Regions from separate parts of the Mus musculus genome. Here region 1 is linked to region 2. The links are chromatin contacts, called in public Hi-C maps. All regions are on one chromosome and are shown on one strand. Each heading gives the region's core, a stretch centred on a gene start, on an enhancer-like site or on the middle of the called end of the contact. The rest is flanking DNA. Distances are from core to core; before and after follow the strand shown. Region 1 overlaps Kazn (kazrin, periplakin interacting protein). Region 2 overlaps Efhd2 (EF hand domain containing 2).

Region 1 (3,097 bases), core at 142-2,641, 240 kb before region 2:
CCTCCAAGGCAGGCCGGAACAGTGCCGTCTGGAGGGATACGGCAGCTTGGAGGTCACCAATGTGTAAGAAAGCCGCGTGACTCAACTCCAGAAGAGAACAGGGAGAAGGGACAGCCCAACGTCCCAGAGCCGTCCATCCCCACTGTACAGCATGACCCGGAGCCGAGGACAGACAGGGTGTCAGAACAGAGTTCCCAGAGATGGTCACAATTTCCAGGGGGGCACCAAGGACAGAGAATGCCCACCTAGGTATCTTGTATCTCTGAGGAAGTATCCCCAGCTGCGCGACCCAGCAGGTGGCCCTGGGGCTGCTGTTCAAAGTAGAAGTCAGGTGCCACTGGTATTTTACACTGGTCAAGGAGGGGCAGTCAGTCTTTGGGCCTGGAACACCCTGCTAAGAGGAGCAGGGAAACCCCCAGCCTGCCTTGGCAAAGCCAGGGCCGCTGGGATCCGGTGGCAAAGCCAGCTAGCAGCGGCCAGGTGGTGATTGTTGACTGTCAGCCCGCTGGGCAGAGAACTTGAACTCTGACCTCACTCACTCCAGAAGGAGGCGGAACGGCCTGGGCATCCCTTCCACTTTAAGGGTGGACATGTTGGGAGCAGGAGGGGGAATCTCTGCAGGGCACAGGTGCCTGACAGCAGCAGCCCTAGGGGCTACAGACATCCTGTCACCAGAATGAATGTGACTTCAAGAGTGGGAGGGGGGTGGTTGCTGTGCTCTGTCCCAAACAGCTATTCCGAGTGTGCGCATGACATGGGAGACAGCCTGTCATTAATCTGACAAACCTCTCTTGTGATGTCCCTGTCAGCTGAGACAGGTAAGCTCACCCATGAGCTAACGGAGGTGCAAATCCTACAAAACAAGGTCACCCCGGTTGTCAGAGTAGGGCCTTTCTAGCCGCTGTCCTGATCTGCCAGTGTTTTTGCTGTGTGGCTTCCCCTCAATGGCCTCACCTCTCTGTGCCTCAGTGTCTTACCTGTCATACTTCCGGTTCCTCCCAGAGGAGCTGTGAGGATTAACATTCACTAACATTTGTCCCGAGCTTTGAACCTCTCAGGAAACAGCTGGAAGGGATGGGGCAGGGGAGGAAGGAGCCTAACTTCCATCCACAACATTGGCAGACACCGGGCGAGTTCACCCCATTTTTGGATAGGGAGATAAGCAAGAGGGGCTTGCAGAAAGTTTAATATCGAGAGTTTCCAAAAGCCATCGGTGAGGTCTGGGAGAGCCACCAGCACAGCCTGCGGGCCTACTGGGTGCAGGGTCCAAGCTGACTGAGCAGAGCCTGCCTATTGATGATAGGGAGGATTTCGGTGTAGCTGTGCTCAGTCAGTACCAGCTCTCCTCAGATTCCCACAGCTGACGGCAGTCGGTGGGGGTGGGGGTGGGGCACTGCCTCTGAGTCACCAAAGCCAGTCTTCTGCATTGTTTCTGAGAGCTTCCCTTTGCGGGAAGACCACAGGAAGCCTGAGAACTTGGAGGAGGATTCCCTGAGTCCCCCAGGTCCAGTCTCCTTCCCAACCTGAGTCCAGGGCCCTCGGGGACTGGGAGGAACCTCTCTGTCTGAGTGTCAGCCTCCGAAGGACACACGGCGGACACCAGGACTTGCAGGGTCAACCTCTGGGGTAGAATCCAGCTTGGCTCAGGCTCCACATCCCTGAGTGTTTATAACACGCATTCCCCTGCCCCTGGAATCCTGAAGCTACAAATCCCTTAGCCCAGCAAAGAGAGGGGAAGAAGGTCCTCTTCTAATTGAAGCCAGCTGTCACTTTCACACCAAGTCCCCAAAGGGTGACAAAGCTTCTGGAGCCAGGAGGATACTGAGAGCCTTCCTGGAAATGTCGCTGGCGATGTGGGCTCCTTTCAAGGGCCAAGGTCTAGGTAGGGAGAGACTCACACTTTCTTCCCACGGGCTCGGAGGCCCACGGCATCTGAAGGCTCCTTCCCAATGGACTCTGGGCTTCAGTCCTGGGCACCTCTGTCAGTCTCCATCCACATCCAGTGTCACTTTTAGCAGATTCTCTGTCTTGACTCCTCACCACAGGATGCAGGGGTTGTCAGGGGACTAGAGTCAGAAGTGGAGAGAGGGGCTCTCTCCTAAGCCCACCCTGCATAGGGCACTTAGAACAGGGAACCCCGCCAAAGACCGAGGTCATGAAAAGGGGTGGGGTCCTGGCAGATGTAAATTCGGACGGCAGGATCACGATGAAGAACTCTAAGAGAATTATGACAGCCCTTCCCAGAAGGCCAAGGACCACGTCACAGGTTGTGGGGGAACGTGGCTCCTGAGTGGTGGCACCTTCTGGGTGTCACTTTACAGAAGCCAGCATGGATGGTGACGATGTCCCTCCCTGACCCATGGAGGGTTTGTAAAATGCACGGCAAATGAACAGTGAACTGCAGTGTCCCATGCCTTCCCAGAGGGAATTTTAACAATGTAACAATAAATGCTTGGCCTTGAAGCTATCCTTCTTTCTTGTTGGCTTTCTCCTTTATGGTCCCAGTAGCCTCTTCTTAGACAACGGAGACTGGGAGCCCCTAAAACTACTGGAGGACTTCTTAGAAAGGCTGAGAGTCCAGCTTCACAAGGTGGGAGAGTTGAACCTGATCATCTGCCTCTGTGCTCACAACTTACTCTCCCCTCCCACAGCCCCATGCTGTTGGTCACTCTCCCCCCACCAACCCCACGTCCCTATACCCCTACACCCCTCTGTTTTCTAGCGTGTCACTAGCATCTCCCCATGGCAACCCAAATCAGAATCCAGGTACACACTGGTGCTGGGAAGTCTCTCTCTGGGTACCATGTCCTAAGGGGACTCTCATACTTCCCCTGGAGGTGTCTGCAATCCCAGGAGACCCGTACAGCTCTTCCCCATCTTCCCTGTGCACTCTGCTGAGCTGAACAGAGTCATCTGGGGTACAGCTGAGAGTCAGCACAAGCTTCCAGGCGTTGGATCCAAGCATATCATGCCTGCTAAGGTCGTGGCAGAGTGACCTTCTCAGCTAAGCCCTTGTCATCATAGATGGGGCTGGCCTGTGGGTTCTACTCAGGTGCCTTAGTGGCCCTGACAGAAGCCACCAGCCAAGCTCATCCTG
Region 2 (3,426 bases), core at 552-3,051:
CTTCTTCTTAGGAAGTTTCTTCTGCTCCTACTACTAATTATCATCATCATTATTGTTGCTGTTGATGTTATATGGGTGTTTCGCCTTTGGAAGATGCTAGATTTCCCCAAACTGGAGTGGAAGCTTCCATATGGTTGATGGGAATTGGACCCAGGTCCTCTGCAAGAGCAGCAAGTGCTCTTAACCACTGAGCCATCTCTCCAGCCCTGCTGGCTCCCTTCCTAATACTTTTTAAAACATACTGCTAGATTCCCACTGGTCAGCCATGTCACAGAGAGGGAGACTGAGTCTCAGAAAATTAAGGTTCAGAGATAGTGAGAAGCAGAGGCAATCACTTCATGGGGGAGGGGAGGGTCTGTCTCCGTATCCTGATTCCTCCCTCTTGTGGTCCATCGCGGTCTTCTTATCACTTGTAATCCAGAGCCAGCAGAACAAGCATCTCCGAAAGCCCCCTCTTGTCACAAGTGCTTCCCAAGCCTGGAGGCACTGGCCTGTCATCCCAGCTGCTCAGGTAGCTGAGGCAGGAGGTTAGGAAAACTCAAGGCGGGCTGGAGAGATGGCTCAGCGGTTAAGAGCACTGACGGCTCTTCCAAAGGTCCTGAGTTCAAATCCCAGCAACCACATGGTGGCTCACAACCATCTGTAATGAGATCTGATGCCCTCTTTTGGTGTCTCTGAAGACAGCGACAATGTACTTACATATAATAAATAAATCTTTAAAAAAAAAAGAGAAAAAAGAAAAACTCAAGGCCAGCTTATGCTGCAAAGTGGGTTCGAGACCAGCCTGGGCAACTCCGTGAGACCTCAGCATGCATGAGGCCCTGGGGTTAATCCCCAATACCACTGAAAGAAAGGGAGGGAAAAGAGACAGTACAAGGCCAGGCCAGTCTGTCGGCTTCCAGTTCCCGTCCCGGTAACTGCAGGCAGGTGACTTCGTCTGTGGGAGTGCTTCAGGAGTACTGTGAATGGAGTCAAGAGTGGGTAACAACTCTGGGTTCTATCCGTAGTCAGTAGCGTACGTGCTTATTAAGTAAGGGTGGGCGGGAAACAAAGCAACGGCAAGACGCTCGCTCCCACATTGCCACCTTGGCTCAGCCGGTGGGTGGTGTCAGACTTGAGGTTAAGACAACCCTGAATCTTGGCAACCCTCAAGCAAGTAGCTCTCAGCTTTGGAGGCTCTCAGTGGACCCTCTGGAAAACTGGGGAGGGGCCCCGTGAGCACCGCACACTGCTCCGTGTCTAAACCCCTGACTTAGGACATGTGATCGAGGTCAGATTCTGCCCCAAAGTGGTGAGTGTCTGGTTTGTCCCCTGAGTCAGGCAGTAGGGGTGGGGACGTGCCAAGCTGGCCCTCCTGAGCTGTCATTACTGGGACCCACCTGCCCTTCCCATGGAGACAGGCGAGCAGGCCCAGGCTGGCCAGAACAGCTAGCAGAGTTGGAAGTCACCTACCTACCCTCAAAATGCCCTCCCATTTCTTAGGATATCGAGGCTCAGGCTCAGAAGGCCACAGAGACCTCCCCTACCGCAGGATGGTGGAGGCCCCAAAATACAGCTGCTTAGTGATTATAACAGAATAAGTTTGAAGCACCTACTGTGTGGTGACCATGTTCTACTCATGAATACATTTACTCCTTAATAATCCAGAAAATAGATATGGTGGTAACAAGGCAGCACGTAAACTGGGGGGTTGGGGGGCAAGCCCAGCACCCCTTCAGCAGTCTATCCTCCTGTGGCCATTTGGAACCGGTGACACAGGCCTGGGCTGGGTGCCAGAAGGGACAGACTGTAGTCAGTTCCCTGTATTCCTTCCCTGTGCTGGGGCAACAGCTGTGCTAATGGCTTTGCTTCTGCCAGCCCGGCAGGGATGGGGCTGGGAGAGCGATCACTGCCTACCTTAGGGAACAGTGAGCCCTCTGTCCTCAGAGGTATTCAAGACACTGAGCAGGGAAAACCACATTGGGAGTCTGCCCCCTAACTGAGGGCTGGCTCCCCTTCCCTGTGTTATCCTTTGCAGCCCTGCGGCTCTCCCCCTCTCCGCCCCAGCAGCCTCTGGAGGCAGCAGCAGACAGGTGTGGTTTTTTTTTTTTTTATCTCAGTTAGACCCCACCTGCACCCTTGTTGACCTTGGCCAGTGCACTTTCTTTCTGTCTCAGTCTCCTTGTCTGTTGAAAAGGGATGTCTGGACGGAGAATGCCACCCTTGTGACTCGGGGTTATCAGAACCGAGGGAGGGGACCGACAGAGCTGGGGGAAGCAGCTTTGTAAGATCGCATTCAGACCTAAAGACAGGGTCAGCCTGGGTGGCAGCTGTAGGGAGGGTGACAGGAGAGATTTTTGTCAGATCCTAGGCAGCAGCTGCTGAGCCCTCTCCTGCTGGGAACTGTGGCATGGGGAGGGAGGCTGGAATGTGGGCCGGGTGCCAGGCCCGCAGCAGCCTCCCTCTGATGCCTAGCACGAGGAAAGGTGCTGAGCTCCAAAGCCTGGGAGTTCTGTTAACAGAGCTTGGTGACATTGGCTTTCCTGAACCAGACTCAAGAGCCCCTGAGTGGAGCATCAGGCCCAACCCCAGTGGCCCACGAGAAAGAGGGAGCCAGAGAGATGGAAAGAGTTCATCTAGTAGAATCCCGCCTGCTGTGGGATCCTGGGTTTATCACTCTCCACTCTGAGCCCCTATTTTCCTCCATAAGCCGGTGGGCCAGGCTAGGAGGATGAACCCTCGAGGACCAACCTTTCTTTCCCTGGATCCTCTGAGACTCCCAGAGCCTCAATCCCAGTTCAGAAAGAGCAGCAGGATAAGAGGGCCTCCCAGCCTCCCTCGTGAGAACACCATCACTTCCACAGCTGTCACCTGCTTAGAGGTGTGGGGACAGTCCCCACTGTTCCCTCCTTACAGGGAGGCAAGTGGGGAGACCAGGAGCTATGTAGGTTAAGGCTCCAGTCTCCTTCAGTTTAGCCAGACCTTCAGAAGAGGGGAATTCTGGGGAGCTCCTTGGTCATCTATCCAGACTGATACCCCACCCAACCAGGACACTCCACCATAAGCCCCTCCTCCCAGCTCTGGACTAGAACCAAACCTGGTCTTCGTGATTGAACAGCAATGCTTTCAAGGCTTCTGGTGGCTTTTATTAACTCAATGTCACTGCCATTGTCATAGTAAGGATGTGAAATGTTCAGTGTAGCATCTGGTGCATGGGGGTGGGGGTGCAGGGGTTTCGAGAAAGTTTCTCTGTGTAGCTCTGGCTGTCCTGGAACTCACTCTGTAGACCAGGCTGGCCTCGAACTCAGAAATCTGCCTGCCTCTGCCTCCTGAGTGCTTGACATTGGCCGGCTTTAAGGTATTCAGCACCTACCGTGTGTCTGGCCCTGTGCTGAGAGTCAACTTGAGTCATTTAGCAATCTTCACTTTCAGAGTGGGTTTTTTAAT

The links. A called contact is a pair of places that touch in the nucleus more often than the background predicts.
Region 1: a Hi-C map of myocytes shows a contact between it and region 2, with 2.0 times the contacts expected there. The contact joins two enhancer-like sites. A contact is called at or near these places in 1 of 39 promoter capture datasets (liver), 1 of 15 datasets of contacts at CTCF or cohesin (embryonic stem cells), 30 of 484 Hi-C or Micro-C datasets (the AML12 cell line, B cells, the Ba/F3 cell line and 19 more), 7 of 115 datasets of contacts at active chromatin or transcription factors (astrocytes, bone marrow-derived dendritic cells, bone marrow-derived macrophages and 3 more) and 4 of 9 other capture datasets (adipose tissue, embryonic stem cells, liver and 1 more).

Annotation. Positions count from the first base shown.
Region 1 is chr4:142,101,760-142,104,856 of GRCm38.p6, reverse strand. It overlaps Kazn (kazrin, periplakin interacting protein), which reads left to right. Exons shown (of 18, transcript NM_144531.3): 18 at 1-2,467. The coding sequence ends at 67. Among named protein-coding and RNA genes, the nearest start is that of Tmem51, 19 kb to the right of the region's middle. Within about 2 kb of position 1,391, at least 13 of the 459 cell types and tissues checked have an H3K27ac peak or open chromatin away from gene starts, as enhancers often do. A contact at or near this core is called in muscle stem cells and myocytes, where this site is marked.
Region 2 is chr4:141,866,081-141,869,506 of GRCm38.p6, reverse strand. All of the region lies in intron 1 of Efhd2 (EF hand domain containing 2), which reads left to right. Among named protein-coding and RNA genes, the nearest start is that of Efhd2, 7.1 kb to the left of the region's middle. Within about 2 kb of position 1,801, at least 142 of the 459 cell types and tissues checked have an H3K27ac peak or open chromatin away from gene starts, as enhancers often do. A contact at or near this core is called in muscle stem cells and myocytes, where this site is marked.